Linked DNA regions of Mus musculus: region 2 is linked to region 1. A link is a contact called in public promoter capture Hi-C data. All regions are on one chromosome and are shown on one strand. The core of a region is the stretch at or near the end of the contact, and the rest is flanking DNA. Distances in the headings are between cores, read along the strand shown. Region 1 holds the start of Disp1 (dispatched RND transporter family member 1). Region 2 holds the start of Bpnt1 (3'(2'), 5'-bisphosphate nucleotidase 1).

Region 1 (5,019 bases), core at 2,286-4,785:
CCTGAGGCAGGGTCGCTCCTTGAACTTGGCCTAGACTCTCTTGGCTAGGCTGGAAGCCAGCAAGTCCTAGGAATCCTCTGTCCCACTTGGAGCTGGGATTACATGGGTGCTGGGATCAGAACTCTGGTCCTCAGAGCTACACAGAAAGTGCTGCTAGTCACTGAGCCATTTCTCTAGCTCCCTTAAAATAAATCTTTAAATATAATAATTAATACTACACTGGCGATGCACTCGTCCACTTTTTTTCTGAGGAACCCTAACTGATACACTAAAACAGCAAAAGCCAAACGGGTACTTCTTAAAGTCAGTTGATAAACATCTCCATCTTTCTAACTGTTCAACTATGACACAACATGTTAAAGAAATGCTCAGATTGCTATTTCTAAGAATGCAATACCAACACATTAACAATGCTATTATCTCACTATGATCATCAATGATTAATCACTAGCATCGACCCAAATTAGCCCTGACTCAACACAAGCTTTAAGGCGTAGTATAAGCACAGAAAACCAAGCTAAAAATAATCATTTGCAAATGAGTAAGAAAATAGATACAAAAATATTCCACAACAAGGAAAAATGATAACCTTCCTACCATAAGGAGATAAAAATATGTGTAAAAGTAGTCAGCTTAAACATCAGTCATACTGGGATGGAGAGACAGCTCAGCGGGTAAGAGCACTGACTGCTCTTCCAGAGGTCCTGAGTTCAAATCCCTCCAACCACGTGGTGGCTCACAACCATCTGTAATGGGATCTGATGCCCTCTTCTGGTGTGTCTGAAGACAGCTACAGTGTGCTCATATAAACAAAATAAATCTTTTTTTTAAAAAAATTAGTAATACCAATACAGGGAATAAAACCAATGCAGAGTTCCTATACGAACTGAGGGCTCTTTGGCTCACCAAACAACACAGGAAAAGGATATGTCTCTTAAATTGCAGTAACACCTGGAACTCCCAATAGCAATGAACATTTGGTAATAGAATAGAATGCTGTCCACTTCTTAAGTGGATACCTTGGTATATTTTATGCCAAGTGTAAAATATACACCACTAGCAAACTATACACAAATTTCCCTATAAAAATGATCAGCTCTTTCTCAATGACAAATACTCGCAGGATGCCTCCAGTTCTTCTCCTCTTGGCCTCGGCATGATGGACTGCACCCTTCTTAACGGGACTCTGCCGTCTGTGTGGAGGCTCTGAATGCCCTTTGAGTCACTGAGGCCTGAGTCATTGTGGTCACTATGAAAAAAAGAGACTAGTTCAGTGAGAGAGGGGGGGACAAAAGCTGAGCGTAAGAGAAGGATGGAGTCTGTGTCAGCCATGTTGTGTGCTGTGCTATCTCCTAGGCCAAAAAGCTGTGTTCCCCCGGAGCATCTAGTCCTCTGGGCTGGATCAAGTGGCCAGGAATGGCTCTCTAGCTAGGATAAGCAGGTAGCTGACAAAGTACTAGATAATAATAAAACTAATAGCCAAAAGACATGGAACCAACAAACTCAACTGGTTGACACATCGCTAATTGGTAACTACTCAAATGTGAATGCATGCATATGAAGGCTGTTTGCATGATCATGATCTGGGCAGTTCTTCCTCAACAGACATACATCATGCCGCAGAAATAAAAGGAAGGTGTGAGCCCATACACACAAACAACTAGCAACTCTCCGCAGCTAACCAAAAGTCCTCACGAACATAGCTGACTATGAAACACAGCTAAATTATACAGAATGCAAAGAATTTATCTAAAGGGGAAAGCTAAGCAATTATTCAATAATTTCCAGCAACAAATAAGCATTCCACTGATCTCCCAAATCCAAGGCAATCAGACTTCGGACAGGACTCTCAGCTCTACGGCTGGAAACCTGCCTCAGAAGGCAAGCAATTCTTCCCTTTCCAGATGAACACTTCCACCACCCATGAACTATAAAGGCTCACGTATTCTCAAGAGCTTTTTCTCTTATAAAAGTGAAGGGAATAGTGGCTGGGGGGGCTCACAGGTTTTAAATCAAGATTAGATAAAATCAAGCCTTATCAGATAAGCAACAAGTCTACCTCAAAAAACGAAATTAAAGGGCCTGGAGAGATGGTTCAGCCGTTATGAACACTGGCTGCTCTTCCAGAGGACCTCAGTTTGCTTCCTAGCACCCACATGGCAGGCAGCCCACAACTCTAGAGACAGGCACTGTGATGCCCTCTTCTGGTTTCTGAGAACAACAGGCCCACATGTGGTGCCCAGACATACATGCAGGCAATAACACCCATACACATAAAAACAAACAACTTAAAAAAGAAATGAAGAGATGCAAAAAGAAATCAACCCAACAGTTAGCCCCATGACTTCAGAAGACTGCCTTCAATGTCTTCATTAATATGTTAAAGCACTATGTTAGGTGCATCCTGCATTACATCAGCTGTGCCACCCAACAAACCGTTCTTATAATAACTTGTCTCACTGCAGCACAAATCTCAAGTAAGTCAGTGAGATACCGGGTTATGGATAAATGCACAGTGCTTTCTGGTTTGTTTGTATGTTTGTATTTGTTTCTTCAAGTAGTTCAGGTCAGACCACCAAGTAAGATGTAAGTTACCAGTACTGGCAAATACCGGGGGATAAAATTAAGATTGTAACTCTTGGGAAGGGAAACACTTGAAGCAATCAGTATACACCAGCCTCCATCAGTGACAGTACTCTGGCTTTGCCTAGTTATGCTCAGTGTGTGGCAAGAATCCAATCTATTTAACATCTAAAAATGTGTCACCCCATTGAGAAGCAAACAGTAAGTCATAAAGTGCAAACATGAAGGTGCAAGCTTTGTCCAGATACTTACAAGCTCACTCCACGACAAAGGAAGTGGGACAACCTGAACTCCGCAAGGTAGAGAAGAGTCTAAAATGAAAACTTCAGTGGGCTTGCTTGTCTGAATCAAAGACCTAAAGTCCTATTAGTCTGACAAAGCCTGAACGGGAGCTAAGTGAGTAAGAGTTCAGGTTTTCCCTACGAATGTTGGGTATTCCCCTCCGAAGACCACTGGAAGAGGGGAGAAGTCTTAAGAGAAAGAAAGCAATGTATTGCAAAGAAAGCAATGCTGAGCATGCAAGCCTTGGCTGCTCATCTCGCAGATGAGTTAGGTCAAGACGTCCTTCTCATCTTTAACCCCGAGGGTGAAAAGAGCTGCCTCTGGAGCGTCTCCCTGCAAGCCCCCCAAGGCCATCTCGGGCCACCTTCCCTACGAGCCTGGGGACGCGGACACACCCCCATGGAAGATGTCACCTCGGCCTCCTCAGCCCCTCGCAGCCACCCTCCGCCGCCAGCCGTCCTCACCCCGAGATCCCTGCTCTCCCGCCGCGCCGACTCCCGCGTGCCTCCTCGGCCTCCCCGGACCGCGGGGACGCAGCGCCGAGAAGCATCCACACCGACCACGGGCGTCCGGGACACTGAGGCTCCGAACTCTGCTCCAGCCGGAGCTCGCGGATCCTGGCCCGGAGCCGCGCTTCCGCCTGGCGCGGGCCGCGGTCGCCAGCGGGACCGGAAGTCCCGCCTCCGGCTATGGGCCCAGGCCTCCTGCTACTCAAAGCCGCTGCAGCTGGGCTGGGGTGCAGAGGCACATGCATCTCCTGTCTCCGTCTTAGCTGTCACTTAGCCAGTCTACAAATGCTGGGCCAGGTGTCCACTAGATGACTCTGAGACCGACCTCTGAGCCCACATTCTGGTTGAAAGTTGAGCTAAACAAAAGCAGTAGCTAATCAGACACCGCGAAGGACTATGTTTTATTTAATTCATTCAGACTGTTTCTTTTCTCCATCACTCATGAAACAAGAAAATGGTAGACGGAGAACCACACCTTGACACACTGTCTAGTTATCTTTAGCTCTTGTTTTTTGTTAAAACCTACTTTCATGTCAGGACTCTAAGGATAACTAAGAGGCATTGAAGTCAAGGCTGGGGACTCTTGTATCTCCTTATCCTTCACAATGTAGCAATTTTGAATAATTCTCTTTTTCTGCTTTTTACTATTAATTTGGGTCCTTTAATTGGCTTACTGAGGATAGGTGGCTGAACCTGGTGTGTTGGAGCACAGGCTGTAACCCTACAAGAAGCACAATTTGTTGTAACACAGCAGTGCTGTGGGAATGGTATGGTGTGTAGAGTTGAGCAAGAAGACGGACTATAAATAACAATTTCAGTTGAGACTGAATTAAAGAACAAATAAGAGTTAAAGTAGGCAAGGACATGCATAGCAGTATACCAGAAAGTAAGAGCCTGTCTTGTTCAGGCAACTGCATAGAAGTACAGTCAATTAAAGTCCAAGACCTCAAAGGCAAGAAAAAAACATAGACAAGACCAGATGTTGCTGTACTTTCGTAGTGGTTTGTAGATTTGGCCCCCCCAAAGATTCGTGTTTGAATGCATGGCCCACAGGGATTGATACTATTAGAAGATATGTCATTGTTAGAAAAGGTGTGGCCTTGTTGGAGGACATGTGTCACTGTAGGGGTGGGCTTTGAGGACTCCTAGTGCTCAAGCTCTGCCCAGGATGGAAGAAAGGCAAAATGCAGAACCCTCAGCTCCTTTACCAGCACCATGTCTGCCTGGCTGCTGCCATGTTTCCTGCCATGACGATAATGGACTGAACCTCTGAAACTCTAAGCCAGCCCCAATTAAATGTTTGCCTTGGTCCTAGTGTCTATTCACAGCAATGGAACCCTAACTAAGACAACTTTATACCAAATATTTTAGCTTCAAATTTCATACAACAGAGTCAATGGAGTCACCATTAGAATAGACAAAACAGCGGATCCTGGGGTTGCCCAGAGTGACTGTCCTAGCTAACAAAGAAAAGAAAAACCTGAGACTGGGCGTTTTAGCTCAATGATCATGGTATGTACCAACTCGCATGAGGCCCTGGGCTTGCTATCCAGCATCCTACAAACCTGGCATGGTGATGCAGGCGTGGAAATGTAACACTCAGGAGGAAGAGGCAAGAGCATCAGGGGTTGCAGGGCGTCCTCAA
Region 2 (4,871 bases), core at 1,586-4,085, 2.1 Mb after region 1:
CACGGCAGCCGCCCGGTACCTAAAGGTAGAGACCCTTGAAGAGCTCGGCGGCGAGGAACTGCGCACGCGCTCCGGGGCGGAAGGGGCGGGGCAAGAGCAAGGGCGGGGTTTTCCGGCTTGGAAGTCTGTATCTCTACAGGTCTTTCATGAGGTCTAGTAGGGGTAGAGAGAGGTGTTTACTATCACTCGGCTTTCCCCAATCAGATACATTTAATTAACTTGTCCAGGGTCATAAACAAAAGTAGCAAAGCTAAAGCCGTGCAGTGGTGGTGCAGGGGATTAGTCCCAGCACATGGTGGCAGAGCCAGTCGGGTCTCCAAGTTCGAGGCTAGCCTGGTCTACAGAATGAGCTCCGCAGGACAGCCAGGGCTACACGGGTTTACAACTGTAATTTTGCCATTTTTGTGCCACACTTTAACAAAAATGTATAGAAAGTGACTACAAACAAGATAAAGGAAGGGGGGAAAGGTAAGCACAGGCAATTCATAAAAAAAATATAGCCAATGAATGCAAAACTATGCTCACCTTTGGGAGTCAGGATGACACAGAGCCATCTAATAGATTAGAACAAGCATGAAGTTTGGTAGCAAGTATCGAGAGAGTGGAAACGTGGACTGCCAGAGGTAGTATACAGCCTGTTTTGCCTTCTCATTTCCGTGTGTGTGTGTGTGCATATTTGCATGTGTGGGCATGCATCTATGTGTGCATGTGGAAGTCCTAGGTTGATGGTGGGAATCATCTTCCATGCCTCTTTCACCTCATTCAAGGAGTTAGGGTCTCTCAGAAACAAAGAGCTGGCCCATATGGTTAGTCTTTCTAAGCAGCTGGCTCGGGGGATGCGGGCCTTCCCCCGCACCTGGAATTATACACGGTGTTTAAGCGTTTTTGTGAATTCTCCTGTTTGTACCACCATCTCCCCTGCTCTGTAGTAAATGACAGCATTTACAATACCGTTCTCTGAACTGTAGTTTCCCATTTGAGAACCTGACTGACAGCTGTCATCTCACAGCAGCATGAAGAAAACATTACCACCAAACTCTCCAGAACAACTAGCTGTATTCAATCAACTAGGCTGTTTTCTGGGAAACCCTATGAGAAGATATGTAGCTGGTCTGAGCTACTTTGTGGATTCTTTTCCCATGCTTTATTCTCCCAGTTTCATCCTCTACCTCTAGATAGGAGAAGAACAATGATAGAGGAGAGAAAAAGAGATACAGACCCCAATCTTATTTTCTCTGTGAGCACAACTATGCCACCCTGTCTCCACTCTTTAGCATTTATATACCATCTGAAAAGTTGATTTCAAATATCATACAATCACAGAAATTATCCACAGGTAGCAAAACCACGCCTCTGCTAGGGCAAGAGGCAAATCAGAGTCAGCAGCCGCTGTCATAGTTGGATGGTCTGAAGCAGCCCCATATCCCCGCATCTGGGATTCAAGCAAAAACATTTGTTTGTCTGTTTTTTTAAAAACAAACAAAAACAAAAAAAACAAAACTCCAGAATTCTCCCTACAAAGATACTGTGAGCTCATGAAAGAGGCATACTTCCCAGAGTGCCGGTGGACTCTGCATCTCAGTGGCTAAGCTAAATCCATGAGAGAGAATGTATCTGTCCGTATTTATGGCAATTGTTACGCCGTTACAATGTAACTACAAAAACTAATGTATGGACTGTTAAGTTTTTTGTTTTGTTTTGTTTTGTTTTGTTTTGTTTTTTGATTTATTTATGTGTATGAGTCTTTGCCTGGGTGTATTTATGTGCACCATTTGTGTGTCTGGTACCAGAGGAGGTCAGAAGAGGTTGTGGAGCACCATGGAACTAGAGGTTTGGATAGTTGTGAGCCTGTGCTGGGAACCAAACCCCAGTGCTCTGGAAGAACGTGTGCTCCAAACTGCCTGCTGAGCCATCCCACCAGCATCCAGTGTACGGCTTTAGAGGGTGTGTGTTGTAGACATTTTTACCACACCTGAAAGGTATGTCTAAATACAGAGTAAATGAAATAAACTAAAGAAGTCTTTCCCAGGGCTGGAGAGGTGGCTCAGCTGTTAAGAGCACTGACTCCTCTTCCAGAGATCCTGAGTTCAATTCCCAGCGACCACATGGTGGTTCACAACCATCTGTAATGGAATCAGATGCCCTCTTCTGGTCTGTCTGAAGATAGCTGCAGTGTACTCATATACATAAAATAAATAAATTAAAAAAAAAAAGTCTTTCCCAATCCTAGCGATATGTAAGTGGTGTGTGTGGACATTTCTCGCTGGGCTGGTGAGAATAGGAGTGTGTAGTACAGGAAAAGCTGAGGTAGGACTGCCAAGAATTCGAGGCCTGCCTGAATGATACCGTGTGTGTGTTTATATGAATGTATATGAATATATGCATGTATATGAACAAATATATATTAACAAATATATATGAACAAATAAGTTATGGTTTGCCTCTATTAACTAAGGTTTGAGAGTCGCAGAAAACACATAAAAACAAAATCTTTTTATTATTATCCTCATAAAATAACGGCATGAGAAATTTTTTAAGGGAAAAAAAAAAAGTGTTGCTTTTATCAAAAGAATCCCACAAAGGCAACTCACTAAAAACCAAAGGCAAGCCAGCGTGGTGGCACCTGTGCAGTCGCAGCTAAGTTAGGGGAGAAAACAAGCAAAAACTGTGGCGGTGACGCCAAGATGCCAGAAACCAGCACCCAGGAACGGCCTGGGAACTCAGGCTCTGACGACAAGTAGCGAAAACCTGCGCAGAACGCTCAGAAACGGGTTCCCCCGACAGCCGGGAGCGCGCGGGGACCTGTGTGCGCCTGCGCCGACCTCGCGCACGCGCAGCCGCTGTCCTTCTCACAGCATTGGACCAGTGGACTTGGAGGCAGCCGGTTCCCGGACAGCGAGCCACCAGGCCGGACAGCGCTTAGGGGACACCAGGCTGAGTGTAAGTTTCTCCCGCTGCAACGCAGAGGCTCAGGCGGCCCTGGTTTCTTGTTGTTCAGGTAACTGCCCACCCCTGGCACAGATTAGAGGAGTGCCAGGGGTTGTAATCCCAAACACTACACTGCTACACTGCTCGTCGTTCAGACGCTTCTAGAAGCTTGAGTGGCCACATGTGGTTGTCTATCTGGACCTTCTCTTTCATAGTGGAATAAACTACAGAGTTAAACTTGACTTTCGCATCCGTATTTAGAAACTTCAGAATAGCAAAGATCCTTTCAGTCGTCATTTCTTTGCATCAGTAGGCTGCTGTGATTTATTTAACCAGGAATAGAAGAGCTGCGTCGAACCCATGTATACATTTTGTTTTTGTTGGAGGGCTCCAGTAGGGACACGTTTCCTCGATCCCTGCAGACTGGGCAAACGATTTCGTGTGGCAACCTTAATCACTTCTCAGGCTGGAGGTTTGCATTTCGTTTAAATTCAGTAGACTGAGCATTTCGTGTATTTAGTGATAAGCACCTTTCTCTTTCTGGAAATGGCTTGTCAACTGTTCTTGCCCCAAACAAAACAGCCCAGTTGTTACTGGGGATACAGGACTTTCCTCTCCTGTTATATGGTATGAACTGGCTTTGCTTGTGGCATTTTGGACATGTAGAAGTTTTAATTTCTGTGTAAATGTGTTAATACACTTAGTTTTATGTTTTAATGGCCCTTTTCAAGTTTATAAAGCCATTCCTATACTTCTTGTAGTTTCTACCTTAATTTAAATCTACTAGACTGAGAGAGAAAACTGTTAGACTGGCTTCAAATCCAAGGTACATGTGCTTCCAGCCAGGACTTCCTGGAACATTAAACAACAACAACAAAACCCAGCATTGGCTGTGTGTGTGTGTGTGTGTGTGTGTGTGTGTGTGTGTACAGGTGCCACAGGTGTTTGGGTGGAGGATGGAGGGCTGCTTGCAGGAGTCAGTTCTCTCCTTTCACTGTATTTGAATTCAAGTTCTCAGGCTTAGCGGCAAGCACCTTTACCAGCGGAACCATTTTACCTGGAACGTATTTTAATAAGAATGTAAGAAAGATCCAACTGTTTTTGAAGCTCTACCAGTTGCTATTTGTGTGCGAGTGGCTTTCCTCCTTTTCCTTTCTTTTCTTTTTCCTCTCTCCTTTTTTCTTTTGAGACAGGATCTTGCGGTGTAGCCCACCTCAAATCCAGGATCTTCCTGTGTCTCGTCCCAAGGGCTAGGCAGTGTCATACATTCATCTGCTTCTTTCTTGGATTTAAAATACCACCCTTAGTAGTATGTTTGGATTCATTTCTGGAATTTTACTGAGAGATATTGTTAAGTTGGTAGTGTTTGCCTAGCATGCATGAGGTCCAGGGTTGTTCTATCTCCATATATGTATGTATATACATATACACACACACATATATATATTCGGCATATTTATATGAGTTTTTGGAATTGAGGATATATGTGTACATGCATGAGTGTTTGGAGAAAGTACCACACTCGGTAGCAAAGCTAGCCTGAATTTACTGTGTAACTAAAGTTAATGTGTTATTCCCAATCCTCCTGACTCAGCTACCCAGGTGCAGGGACCAGAAGCAAGGTCACCACGCCCAGCTGATTAGCTGATGATTGCGTTTGATAGCTGGTAATAAGGGGATCTCTATTAATTGTTCAGAATTTGCACCATCGTGCTCATTTCTATCTTTCCTAATACCTTGAACTTCAGCACTACTGATCCAGGTTCCAAAGATAAGTTATTTTAATGCTTTTGCTGGGAACACGTTGGACACGTCTGAATCCTAATCTGCATGCTCACCATCCTTATATGAATTAAAGATAAAGGACAAAAACAGGTGGTGGTGGTGGTGCTGCTGCTGCTGGTGGCGGTCTCCTCCTTCTCCTCACCCCTCTTCTTCCTCTT

What was found. Promoter capture Hi-C pulls out the DNA fragments that hold promoters and counts their contacts.
Region 2: a promoter capture Hi-C map of pre-B cells shows a contact between it and region 1, with 15 times the contacts expected there. The contact joins the promoter of Bpnt1 here to the promoter of Disp1 in region 1. A contact is called at or near these places in 2 of 39 promoter capture datasets (cranial neural crest and pre-B cells) and 1 of 115 datasets of contacts at active chromatin or transcription factors (astrocytes).

The regions. Positions count from the first base shown.
Region 1 is chr1:183,217,994-183,223,012 of GRCm38.p6, forward strand. It overlaps Disp1 (dispatched RND transporter family member 1), which reads right to left and starts at 3,536. Exons shown (of 10, transcript NM_026866.3): 1 at 3,330-3,536.
Region 2 is chr1:185,329,324-185,334,194 of GRCm38.p6, forward strand. It overlaps Bpnt1 (3'(2'), 5'-bisphosphate nucleotidase 1), which reads left to right and starts at 2,836. Exons shown (of 9, transcript NM_011794.3): 1 at 2,836-2,940. It overlaps Iars2 (isoleucine-tRNA synthetase 2, mitochondrial), which reads right to left and starts at 78. Exons shown (of 23, transcript NM_198653.3): 1 at 1-78.